2 separate regions of the Gossypium hirsutum genome follow, and region 1 is linked to region 2. The links are chromatin contacts, called in public Hi-C maps. All regions are on one chromosome and are shown on one strand. The core of a region is the stretch at or near the end of the contact, and the rest is flanking DNA. Distances in the headings are between cores, read along the strand shown. Region 1 holds the start of LOC107924352 (lipase member N). Region 2 holds the start of LOC107904659 (transcription factor BEE 3).

Evidence for each region. A called contact is a pair of places that touch in the nucleus more often than the background predicts.
Region 1: a contact with region 2 is called in a Hi-C map of leaf, with 2.7 times the contacts expected there. The contact joins the promoter of LOC107924352 here to the promoter of LOC107904659 in region 2. A contact is called at or near these places in 2 of 34 Hi-C or Micro-C datasets (both in leaf).

What each region holds. Positions count from the first base shown.
Region 1 is chrA11:626,297-632,960 of Gossypium_hirsutum_v2.1, reverse strand. LOC107924352 (lipase member N) reads right to left here and starts at 1,938. Exons shown (of 9, transcript XM_016854752.2): 1 at 1,607-1,938; 2 at 378-551. The coding sequence starts at 1,647. LOC107924245 (lipase 1) reads right to left here. Exons shown (of 9, transcript XM_016854597.2): 6 at 6,597-6,653; 7 at 5,844-5,896; 8 at 5,675-5,750; 9 at 4,371-5,527. The coding sequence ends at 4,594.
Region 2 is chrA11:490,067-497,611 of Gossypium_hirsutum_v2.1, reverse strand. LOC107904659 (transcription factor BEE 3) reads right to left here and starts at 1,602. Exons shown (of 5, transcript XM_041080431.1): 1 at 1,108-1,602; 2 at 902-1,021; 3 at 83-151. The coding sequence starts at 1,461. LOC107904662 (40S ribosomal protein S7) reads left to right here and starts at 6,491. Exons shown (of 6, transcript XM_016831106.2): 1 at 6,491-6,615; 2 at 7,188-7,271; 3 at 7,370-7,443; 4 at 7,530-7,545. The coding sequence starts at 7,197.

The DNA.
Region 1 (6,664 bases), core at 689-3,188, 140 kb before region 2:
ATAACATTCAATATAGTCATATCATTAACAGGATAATTATATATTTATATCCAACTAGCAGAGGCTCTATAGGAGTACATTGGACCTATGATGTAAGAACACACTAGTGTCAGCAAGCAAAAAATAAACTTCTCCAGCAGAACATCTTGACAAGAAAATCATCAGAACCTGTTTAGTCTCTCCCATTTAATCTTTTAGTTCTCCAATAAATAATTGATAGAAAGCAAAGAAAAAGCCAAAACTAAGAAGCAAACTATGAACTTAAATGATGATGTCAATGAATTAAACCACGCTAGCAAAAGGTTTTACTTAAGCTTACAAGTGGCAAGTATGATACTTCAGCAATGTTTTCTCACATCAAAACTAAAAAAACATACTTTTCCATCCAGCGTGGAAACCGAGGTCCATGAAAAGTTGGCCTAAGCTCCCATCCTTGAGCACCTTCAAGAATATTCGACTTTCCAAGAAGAATGGCCAATAGAAGTGCAGACACTCCATTTATCAACCTTGCAATATTGTTCAAAGACTCATATGTAAAAGTCTTCACTGACCTGCATAAAAATTAAAACAAATCAGTTACTCATCTTCTAACATGATGAAAAAAAAACTAGCGAAACATTTGGGGGGCATTTTTGCTTCTCTTTTTTCAATGCAAGTAAAAAAAATAAAACCAAATCAAAGAACAAATAGTAAAGGAGCCAATAACCAAAGCTTTAGGAAATGAATTACAGTAACTAGCTCTTACTAAAGGGGTGGAAACAAATATACATTATAATTGAATGATGTTTAGAACAAGCAAAGCAAATAAATTACCACAACAATCACAAGGAGATCATCATCATACTACGTATAAAAAAAAAGGTTAAGGAGAAGCCTCAAATGCAGTTCAAAAGGTTGAATGGCACCAAGCTTCAAAGGGAGGAGCCTCAAGAAAGCTTCAAAACAGAACAAAAAGGAACAAAAACTACTAATGTCATCAATAACCAGCCAAAGAGATGCTTTTCAACAATTTTTTTTTTAAATTCAACCAGCCCCAATATCATCTACCCATAACTAATTCTGGATAGTAATATATATTTAACATTGTAAATTATTTAAGCTTACAAACTAGGTTCTTTTTCTTCGTATTCTAAAAATTAAGAAATTAAATATTTTCAGTAAATTCATCTGATTATTTATTTCAGAAAAATGGTTTCCACAATTAGGTAATTAGGGTCAATTTGATTATAAAGTAATTATTTTGCTTCTTTTGGCAACAATAACAATTCAGAATGCTTCAATTAAAAAGAACTCCGATATGTAAAAAAGAAAACACGGGAGATTCCATAAATGATCTCCCCCTCCCCCTTTTTTTCCTTGAACTTGATTCAGCTAATAAAAGCTCCCAACTACTTCTCCCAAAAAAAAATGCCAATAAAAATCCTAAAAACGGTCCCTCTAAAACCCCAAATCAATCAAATAATCTCCAAAAAAAAAATTCTATAGGCAAGCAAAATGATCGCACAACGAAATAAATACAGAAAACCGATTCATCACATGCATGTACCAAAATACACGCACGCATACACGTATATATACAAGGACAGGTAAAAAGAGAAGGGCTCACTCTTTGGTAACAGCGAGGGCGTTGTCAACGAATCGCCGCATAATGCCACCGACATACAACAATTTCGATCTGTCGATTTCCAGAACTAGGAACAATTAAAAAAGAAAATCGAAATCGGACGCGTAGAATTCTGAGACGTAGACAGAGAAAAGAATAGAGTATTGGGTGGAAAAAAAATTAGAAAAGAAAAAATGTAAAGAGAAGGAATGAAATTGATAAATAAGGGATTGTTTTTACAACGGCGATTATTTGGCGTCAAAAGAAAATAAGTCGGTTAATTAATATCGGAGCAGGGGGCTGTTATTTTGAGTTTTGGAGTGGACGGGGGAGATCCCACGTAAACGAGTATTATTGATTACTTTTTTAACACGTTAGTATGTTTTTATTATCTTAAAATATATTTAATTATTTTTAACATATTTACTATTATTTGTAAATTTTAAAATTAAAATATGTTAGTTGATGCTAAATTGAGTCTGGAATCGTGGGGTAAGTCGAGTCAGATCCTCATTCATATGGATAATGTTTGGTCGGCACTGCAGATCATAAATGCGGGGGTTTTAAACGTGGTTGGATTTCGACAGAACCTTTTTAAAACTCAGTTTAAATTGTTTAGGACTCTGTTTAATTTTACCTTTTTTCTAAAAAATCTTGATTTCAATTTTGTTTGTGCCTCATGATTCGGTTTGAGGGTTATTTTGGTTTTTCATTAGGCAAGTGAAATAGATGTCAATGTTCTCAAGTACGTGAGTTTTGGGAGGCATTTATTTAATAGAGAATGTATTAGTATGAAAATGTGTATTAAGTTTAACTTCTATTTTTAAAATTTTGATTCTAATTTTTAATTATTTTAATTTTCAATCTTTAAGATTTAATTAAATTAAATTATTTTTTAAATAAAAAATTAATTAAATCTTTAAGAACTTCACTCTAGTGTGTTAACTTATGTAATAATTAATATAAACTTCATAAAAATTTAAAATTTCTTCTCAAGAATATGTTTACATCTGCAATAAATTACATATATATTGTTACGTAAAATGTCATATCAATACTATAAAAAATAAGTAATTTAGTCAAGTTTTTTGAAAAAAATTAACAAAATTTTGAAAGTTGAAATCCAAAGTGACTTAAAAATATTAGGGTCAAAATGACAAATAGATAGATGTTAGATATTAAATTTATCATTTACCCTTAATAAAATAAACAAGTGAAAATTCATAATCCCATTATATCAAGTTGACTAAACTATTACATACGAATTGTCTGAGTAACCACCAAATAAAATTAAATTATTACAATACAAATACATTAAGAATAAGTACAATGTAGACTAAAATAAAAAATTGGATTCAATGAACTAAAACCGACACAGATAATGAGAATCGAAGATATAGAAACTAATAAATTGGTAAAACTAAAAAAATATATTTTTGAGCTTAAAATTGAAATTATTTTTTTAATACTAATTAAAATAAGAAATTATCAAACTTTCAGATTATTCGGATAACAATTCAATTTTAGTTTTTCATAATTCTAATTAAAATTAAAAAAAATGAGTTAATAATGAGTGTTAAAATATGAGGATATGATGACATGATTGAAACAAATATATGAAATAAGTAATAATTGATGGGATATAGAAGATAAGGTTTGATAAGATTGGAATATTGGAATTTGCCATATCCTTTGGACGTGGAGTGGAAGCAACCTAAGTAACACAATCTTGGAGTAGAAGGCTTTGCTAGTAAAATGTTTTATGAGATGTTATTCACAATTTTCTTCTTACATTATTTTCATTAAATTTTAAATTAATTACATTATTTTCATTTCATTTCATTTCATGATTTTGGTGCAATTTATTTATTTGGATTTAATGATATATCTCTTAATATATTACTATAAGATTATTATCAGATGCTCTAATAGTTTGCCAAATAACCCCATATATACTATAATAAAGTTTCTGATACAATAAATTAGTTGAAATATGATTAAATATATTTTTTAACAAAAATAAAATGAACCAGTTACTTTTTAATTATATTTTCTGATTTCCTTGCTTAAACCGATTCAAAGAATCACCTTTTTAATATATTAATACTAATAAAAAAATCAAATTAAATTGTATAGATCATATTAAAAATTAGAGTATATTTTGTCTCATTTATTTAGAAATGGAGAAATTAATCGCTGTACAATAAATCAAAAAGCAAACTAATTTTTTCTGTTAAAAGTTTCATCCATTTTTACATAAAAACTGTCGTGACTGATCAAAATAACTAAACAATTACACATGACAGTGCCACGTGTACCGGTACACGTTGATGTACAAGAACTAAGTTTTAATAGTAGAAATAGATGAAATTTAAATTAAAAAAACACTAATTTACTCTTATTTATCGTACAAAAACTATTTAACTCATTTTTTAAGGAAATATGACAAAGTATGATCGAACTCTTAGTAAAATGTCTCCCATAGATTTTTTACCACTAAATTCACAACTTGCATAGAATTTAACCCCAATATTTAATTCTTCAAAAAGATAAAGACGTGTTTAAAGCCTTCATTCACACCTGGTTTCAGATATATACCATTGCTGGTAGGCTGAGATGGCTCCACCAAGTGGTAAGATAATGTGGAGTCCAATATTCACTCTTCCACCAAAACAAAGACCACCTGCACAACCATACAAGTAGAAAACGTCCTCTTCCAAAGGCAAAGCCTACAAATTAGTTTTTGAAGCCCCACAAAGAAAAGAAATAGATAACAAGCAGTAACCACCACTTTCACTGAATTAAACAATTGACTTCCCCGGTCAGAATATATCTCTATATATGATATAAATATATTTTTTTGGGGGGGGGGTTTAAGGACATATAAATCTAGTAACTAACATACAGTAACATGCATCTATGAACTATCATCAATATTCAATTACAACAAGACACGTGGAAACGCATGGTTTTAGTAGTAAATTGGAGTTTTAAGAGCTAGCCTGTCCTTTCTTCTTCAATTTCAGAGTCTTCTTTTGGCTAGACTGGTGCTTTAGAGCAGGCTCCACGAGCAGTAGGCGAGACATTACGTAAGCTAAGATGTCTTCCTGGTTCGATTTCGTAAAGTCTAAGTGTCCATACTCAAATTCCTTGTATGATACATCTACACTTGCATTCTTCATTAACTTGTAGTGCCTTGTAACCATTGCTGCACTAATTATCTTGTCCTTCCGCCCAGCGATCAAATCAATTGGGATATCGATAAGCGAATAATATTCACCCAAGTCTATTGGCACCGGAGATCCATAAGCCTTCATATTGGCTGATGCATTCCCATGGTCATACATTACAAATTTTCCCTTCCATTTTACTTGTGCAAGGTGGTGAATCACACCTAGTGAGAGCCCTGGCATGTCATCCATATTATAATGAGGTAATCCCATCACCCCAACCCAGTTCGAGCTATCTCCCCCAAAGGTATAACTCAGTACGGTTTGTATTAGTCCACCAAGAGCAGGGTAGTTATGGAAGTCCCTAGCTAACTTGTTGAACAGCATACGGAAGAATCGGGTCGGTATATACAAGGCAGGCACGAAAAACGCCAGAATCGGACCCAAAGGAACAACAAAATAATGCGCCACTGTAAGAATAAAAATAGTTTCATCATGGAAGCCCGCAGGCGAAAGTAATGTCAATCTTGAGAGCCTGTGAGGCTTTTGTTCAATCAAGCGTGTCACAGTATACATCAGCATAACAGCTCCACCCAGACTATGAGCGATTGCACCGAGTTTGTATGGCTGCTCATCGTTTGTTTCTTCATCAGGTTGAATCATTTTTAATTCGTCAGTTTTAATTTCATGAATCTTCTCTACCATGGCCGGAATATCTTTTGTCCCAAGCTCATTTACTGTGAACCACCAATATCTGAGTCAAAATAGTGTGTTTTAATTTCCGGTTTTAATGTCTGAGAAACAATAAATCAAACATATTGATAGTGAAATCATATATTTACTTAATGTCTGAGAAACAATAAATCAAACATATTGATAGTGAAATCATATATTTACTTACTTCCGTGAGGAGATATTTTTATCCACATGCCCCCTAGAGACTAGACCACGCAAATTCCCAAGGAAGACGTCGTAGCCTGTAATTACAGCAATAACATCATTACACTGAAATTTTATGCTATTCTAGTATTCTATGAATGATGTAAATACTCTCAAGTATAATTAAAAACCTTGATCATATGCTGCGAAAGCTGAAGAACCAACAACACCATTAGAAACCCAACTGCAAAAAAGAAATCAACTCATAAAACCAATACATTGCAACTATTTTAGTAGAAGGGGGAAAGGAATAAATTACAAGTAATCAGGATAATAATTAATATGGCTCCGACAATATAGAATGCTTACCACAATACCATAAGGAGAGGGATCTAAATTCATAGGCATCACTTGCATATATTAGTGTTTTTCAATAGATAAGATAGATTTCTAAGCAAGTGCTGCCCCAAACCAATTCTATTTTACTTTAAGAATAATTGAGAAAGGCTACGTTAACCAGACACGGGAGAAGGTGTCAATTATAGGCACGTGTCCAACACAGGTTTACATTTTTTTCATATATTTGGCGGATCATACCCTATATCCATATTGTCCATCCATATTGTTGGACATGAGTACTTCAGAGAAAATGATGACTTCAGGTAATATAAAAGACAGGTACATATAAGTAATATTATTTATCAAAGTGTATCCACAGTACAAAAAATATTCATTCAATGCGTAAAATGGTAGAACTATTAAATATGGACATCTTTTTTAAAATGAAATCATTAATAGCACTTAAAATAATCCCTAAGAAAACACTAGTTTGCATTGGGCAAAAGTCATAATTCCTGTAAACCAGCATAATACATAACCACAAAGTGAACCACCAGCAAAGAAATCACAGCAGAGTGGCAGGAAGACTGCAGATTGTTACTTACCCCACGGATGAATCAAAGATACCATGCTGTAGATAGACAGCCTTCCGTGCATCACGTCTGCAATATCA
Region 2 (7,545 bases), core at 353-2,852:
TTGACTATATTGTCCTTCGCTTGAAAAATGGCTTGAAAGCACGAAAATTGTGAATAAATGATGTGTTTGTTTTTCAACGTACCTCGATCTGGTTCTGCAAGAACTGGACATAATTGATTATCTCGTCTAACATTACTGCCATCCCCATATTCTGCAGATTATCAGTACATCAGAATAAAAAAAATTATGTACGATCTTTGTTGTTTTTGCTATACTATATGCATGATGCAACTCGAAGCATAATATTATAATAATTACCCTATAGCACCCTGGGACTATATCTTGCAAGCTTCTTAGTCTCTCATTTATTTTCCCTCTTCTAACCTGTTTGGCAGAAAAGAAGATGCTTCATTTTCATTATCGACCTTTGAAGTGTTGTTCTTCAGACAGCCAATTCGGTCCCCCAACAACTAAAGGCGTGTTACAGTTTTGTTCTCAATTTTCACGTTGTGTATAATTTATGGAGGGGACGTCTTAATTGATGGAGATAGGTACCTGCAGGATTTGAGAAAGATATCTATATAGGACGTGTGAATATAATGGAATTACATGAGCATCCCGCGACTCTACCTACCAACCAAGGTGCTTTTAAGCATTGGTTGGTGGTTTGAGTTGTCCGGCATTCAGATAACTCCATTATTATTCTTACGCCTTATATAGACACCTTTTCTGAGTTTTGCAGATACTTATTTACACCAGTCAAGACATCTCTTTCCATGAATTGTATACAGCTCTACATGGAGGTTAGGGATAAAATCATGACGCTGAAGCAATACATTTAGTTGCTGAGGGGCCGAGTCAGCTACTTGAAGAACGACACTTCGAAGACTTCTACTGAAGTACTTGGTACCCAGCAATATCGAATTTCATGAGAAAGGAAATTGAGTTATAAGTATATAACCCTTTCTGCAACACAGTGACTATTAGTAGCTTGACCTCGTCTAGCTCTAACATGAACCACTTCTTTTGGTTTATCTTCTTCCTTGCCATTGTTTTTTGCTCTGTTCCCTCTTCCTGGATTCTTCAAGACAGTAAAACCAAAAAACACTAAAAAAAATGAAAAGAGAATTCAAGAAAATGATTTCAGAACATCATATACGTGTTTACGTTTCTTATGTTGATCTCAGTTTCATAAACATGGGGAGACGATGAATTCCAGAAACTAGTTTCCCATGCGAAATCCAATTCTTTTCTCTTGTGGGTTTCTTCATGGAATTCATTTCCAGGTCTGAAAATTGGCTGAGAAACTGATGGTACTGAATTGTGGGTAAAATCTGGTAAGTTATTATCTTCTTCTCGCCGGTTATTAATGGTTGGGATATTTTGAGCTTGATTGTTGAACAGGTTGTTGTCAGTGGTGGAGAAAGGTGAAAAGCTTTGATAATTCAAGGATTTTAGTTCAGGGAATTGGTCAAGTAATTCCATGGTAGGATCAATATCCAAGAATGTGAAATCAGCCATGAGTTTTTTTGCTTTTTTTTTTTTTTGGAGGGTGGGAATACAATCGAATGGGTGTTTCGGATGATAAGAAATGGGAGTAGTATTTATAATGTGAGATCAAAATTTAATGCATGATAAAACTCGAAGTTGGACCCGAAATTGAGAAGGTTTATATAGAGGAGAGCATTCGGCCTTTTAGAAAATTACATCAGTTTTTTTTTATTAGACCTATTTAATTGATTATAATCTATTCATCAAATTAAAACTCAACAATCAACATAATTAAATTAACTTTAGTTCAGTGAGTTAATCGACTTTAATTATTTGGCTTAAATGATATGTATTAAATTAAGTTAAACTTTTAGTCGAATTAATTTAAAATTTTAACAATAGATAACCAATTAAAATAACCACACAAAATGCCTAAATCAAAATAAACTAAATCAATTAAGTTAATTTAATTGAAAATTGCTCTCCCCAGAGTTTTAAGTAAAAATATTAGATTTAAAAAATAAATTTAGGTAAAAGTTTAAAAAATATAAGTTAAGCTTAAATTTAAACATCTAAAGCTTGAGCTTAGTTCGAGCTGATTTAGAATGGGCAAGCTTAAAATAATATGAGATTGGACTTGATTAGTCTTGTCTAAAATTTTAATTAATGAATAATATAATATTATTAATTGTTAAATTAAAAATATAAATATTTTCAAAAGAAAAAAAAGATGAGCAAGCGTAAAAATAAGTTTAGGTTAATCATTTTCAATGGATAGGTTTGGACAAGCAAGTCTAGAATCACTTTCAATTAATCATTCATAAAATTCATAAAATGTGTTAATAGCATACTTAAGCCCAATTTAATATTAGCTCATAAACACCTCTACATGCATGTAAATATTTGGTTAAAATGTACTTCTAGTCTTTATACTATTCATACATTTTGAATTTAGTCCTCTTGTTTTTATTTCAATGAATTTAATCCTTTTATTTTTGGATTTAAAAATACAAATTTAATTATTAATACCGTTAAAATTTATCTATTAAATCCAGGTGTTGCATGACACCAAGTGAATTTTTTTTTATTTCAAAATATCACACTAATAAATTTAATAAAAAACTTTAACAATATTAACAATTGAAATTACATTTAAAATTTTAAAATAAAAAAAAATAAATTACTTAAAATAAAAAGCACTAAAATTCAAAATTTACCAATAATACTTTAAATGCATAGCTTCCATGCAATCATTTGATCATATTTGATAACTTGTGTAGATATGTTTTATATTTTTTTATCTAATCATGTGAACATATCTATAAAAAAAAAAGGAAAAAAAAAAAGCTTTACTTGACTACAAAGACATAAAAGTGAAACTAAACAATAAAAATAAAATAATCTCAGCTCCACTCATCAGAAAATTGACCCCATTTACTCTTCCTTGTATATTTTACAAATAGTTATAATCGAAATTTGTTATTTGTATTTTTTAATTTTAATATAAAAATAAAATTCATACAAATAAAATACTCGATATAAATTTTAGATTTACCTTTCAATTAAGTAATTAATGTTGGCTTCTTTTGTGCCGACCGCTTGAAGCTTAACGCGGCCAACAATAATATTAGCAGACCAAGTTGCATGGGCACGTTGTCCTTTTCCGATGTCGTTTATGCCTATATCCTTTAGTTTCGTGTCCATATATAAATAAACATAAAATAGTATATTCTAATTTAGAATTTTTTTAAATAATACAAATAATTATGTAAAATGTGAGTTATTTTAAGTTTTTATCATTTAAATTTTATATTTGACTTAATGTTATTCAAATTTAGGTTTTTTTTCCAATTTATTTATTTTAATTTTAAATAATTTAATTAATCAATCAATTTGTGTTTAAATGAATTTCTATTCAACATAGGAAATGGAATTAGACATTATAAAATTTTATTTAATTTTAAGTATTGAAACATGCCATAAAATATTATAAAGTATTAACTCTGAATTCAATTTTTCTTATGAATCCATTATAAATTCAAGGTAAATCGCACTTCAATGAGATAATATTTATGAAATTACATAAATAGTAACAATTTTAAAATAAAAATAAAAGTATATATAAATTAATTTAATTATACTTTATATAAAAACTTAAGTCGGATCAATTCAAGTAAACTATTCGGATAAATTTAAAATAATTTATTCAATCAATTTTACATTATTGTTGAATTTATTTATTTATTTATCAAATCACGTTTAAATTAGAAAAAAGAGGAATCAAAATTTCATAGTCCCTACTAAAAGCATAAATCGATAGGTTTCCATTAAAAACAAGACAAGATAAACAGTAGCAGTTTAGCTATAGATATATATAATTTTAAAAATAATTTGTAAAATTGAAGCAAATTTGGATAGTGTTTGAGGAATTTAACAGAAAGTAGGAAATTGGTGGCTCAATAATAATAATGACGATAGATTCCCATGGTACCAAAACTCTTAACAATTTAAGCAACCCATTTTACTCAATTTTAAGTGTTCTTCCACCCAAAATAGGATTTGTTTGACTTTAGGAATATAAATTTTTTGAGGCATAAACACTTGGAAGTAAGTACACGTTAGTTCCAAGTTATGGGGACCATAACTACGACAATCTTTAACACTATGTTTGGTGTGATGGAGAAAAAAGAAATTAATATTATTGTTATCAACATATACATATGATCATTTTTATCTAATATGAAAGTAAATACGTAACTGTGTTTTTTTATTTTTTAAAATATGTATAATTAAATAAAAATTAAAAATTTATATGTATAATTGAAGTAAAATTAATTTTTTATATGTATAATTGCATCAATTGAAGTTCATGTATAATGTTTTATAAATTGAATCAAAGTTGATTATTTGAGATTTATAATAAAAAAATTAAATTAAGGGTAAATTATGAAATGTCACTAAATTATTAGTAAGTTTATATTTTGGTCATTTAATTTTAAAAAAAAGTTATAAAATGGTTTTTGAACTATCTGAAAGTTTTCATTTAAGTTATTGAACTATTCAATAGTTTTTATTTAAATCATTGGGCTGTTAAATTTTTATTTTTCAAAAGTCTAGTTAGCAAGCTTAAAGTGACAATTCGACAATTGGTACAATAGATCATTATTCATTGACAAATAGTATAACATATTTTAGATCTAAGTTAATCTAACGGCCAATGTCAGAGATCGGAGAAGAAAAGTGTTTGGAAATTGGTTTGAAAATTCACGATGTTCAAAGTTGTTTCATGAAAAAAAAATTGAACTATAAACGTGAAGAGAAAAAAAAGCTTTTGATTAGTGCAGACGCTACGGACAAAAAATGCCATACAATAACGAATTTAACAACCTAGTGACTAAACAAAAAATTGAATAATTCGGTGACCATTTAACTTTTTAAAATTGAGTAACTAAAATGTAAATTTATTAATAGTTGAGTGACGCTAGATGTATTTTACGCTTTTTAAAACCTGCTTAAATTCCATGTCTTGGGCCTTTATATCTTTGGATCTTAAAATTAAAATTGGACTTTAAATTAGATGCGGGATGCGTATTGATTTCAGGACGTCAATTTGCTAAATAATTTTGGGCTTTGGAACTCAATAATAGGCCCACCAATATTCATTTCAATTTATTTTCTTGTTAATTATTTAAGAATTCAGATCAAGTATCATTTTCTTTAACGAATACATATTTTATATGCTCAGGAATCAAATAATTTTATATTCAATTAAATTTTCTCGTTAGATGTTAATGAAAAAGCATAATATATATAATTTATGAAGTCAATTTGAAATACTTGTGCCTTGAATGCAACATTCTTCTCTCGCTCTATGTCGCCGCCTTCGTCTCTCTCTTCCACTCTCAGAACTAAAAAAAGCCTTTAGCTTTTCGCTTCGAGAGAGACCGCAATCATGTTGGTTTACCAGAATCTCCTCACGGGAAATCGAGAATGGGATGCTAAAGTGGGTCATGCAACCAATCCTTCTGCCGAAGGTGGTGATGACTGATGACCAAGCTGTGAAGGTTGTTCACATTGTCGACCCTTTTAGGCTTTAGAAGCAACCCCTTCTGACGAGAAGCAGTTTGTCATGTTCATGAACAAGTTAATCAAGAACTTGACATCGGAATTGGAGGCGAAGAAGAAAGAGACCTTCAAGAAAAATAATGAGGGAGCAACCAAGTTTTTGCCTTTCAAACTAAACGACTTTCAATTTTGAGTCCGAGACGACGGGTGATCAAGGGCGAAGCTAGGAAAAAAATTATTTATATCTTTATAATTTTAAAAGATTAAATTAAAATTTATTATTTTAAGGTATTAAAATTTAATTTTATCTTTATTAATTTAAATTTTTTAAAAATTTAAAACATCATAATGATAAAATTCCTATTTTAATAGACTATGGGCTTCCTAACACCCTAAATCTGCCTCAGCGGGTGATTACTGTTTGCTTACTATAAGAACGGTGCTGTTGACACAACATTTTTGTACTTTGCAGGAAGAAAAAAAATGCAACATTCTTTAGGTTAAGATCCTTCCAACTTTCTTCTTATTTCAATACACTTACTAGTGTTATGGGTCGTGGATCAAAGTCTATAATTAATACACATGATATTGCTTAACAAGGTCAATTGATTAAAAGAAATTTATTTAACCCACTTGACTTAACTCGATTCGTGAAACAAATGGAAAAACTTATCTAATTATAAACAATCGGAGAAAGTCATCTATTTATCTAATGAAATACTTCACTAAAACTAGTTGAATATATATAATCCTAAAAGATTTTGTAAAGTGTTTAAATTCCACAATATTCTTATACTTATAAATAAACGTAATCTTTATGGTTAATATAATTTAAACTGTACTGATGATTGATTATTTTATTAGTTACAAATATTTTTAAAGATAATTAAAAAAAAGTTCAATATAGACATATAAAAATTTATTTATTTATTTTTTGAGTAAAAAATTTAAAATGGAACATGACTTCGAGTATTAATAGTTAATTGAATATATATAAAAACCCTAGCGAAACGGGCCACTTCTAATGTCACACTATAAATTAAGTATTTCGATAGAAACCCTAAAGATTTTAACTGAGCCGCTTATACTTCTCTCTCGACTCTATCATTCTTCGCCAAGGTACGCCACCTTTCATTTTCCTATTACTTGCTTCATCGCCTAGAAATTGCGGGAATTTGTTTGAATTTGTAGTTTTGAGATTATTTGTTTTAGCTTGTGCCAAAATTTGTTTGGAATCCATAAAATTTCGAGTGTATGTATGCAGATTTCGGTCTTGTAAATTGCTTTTTTGTAAACAATTAACAACCACTTAGATCGATGAGATTTATGTAATTCTATGAGCAGCGTCGATGTGTGATAAGCTGTTTTTTTCCCCCTTCTATTTAGGAATTTGTTGTCAAATGAGTGTAAACCATTTCTAGTGGAAATATTCATTTATTTCCTTTCATAGAATAGAACATGTAATTTGAACGGATTGAATGAAGGTTTTATCAATTATTAAACTTGTTATTGAATCTTGAAATTGGTATAAATTGAGCTATAGTTCCAGAAGTTGGATCTTAGTTTAATATTTAGTTAAATTAGTAAGGCATTTTACTTCACCTATTCTTTTTTCAGTATGATTTTGTAATTATATTTTTATGTATGGAAACTGGTTTGAAATTTTTTTATTTATGAATCTTACAATGCAGATCTTGAAGATGTATACGTCGATGAAGAAGATTCACAAAGATAAGGATGTTGAACCAACCGAATTCGAGGAGTCTGTTGCACAGGTTTTAAATTACTCTTAAAATTTTTGAATTTGTAAAGTTCTTGAGAATGTGCAATCCCGGGTGTGATTCCATTATTTGTGCATGTAATTTTGTAACAGGCATTCTTTGATTTGGAGAATACCAACCAGGACCTGAAAAGTGACCTCAAAGATCTTTACATTAATTCAGCAGTGTAAGAATGTTTTGTTGGGATCCAGTAACTGTAAAGTTACTTCTGTATTTATCAACCATATGACTATATTACTTATTCACTTGCAGCCAAATCGATGTTTCT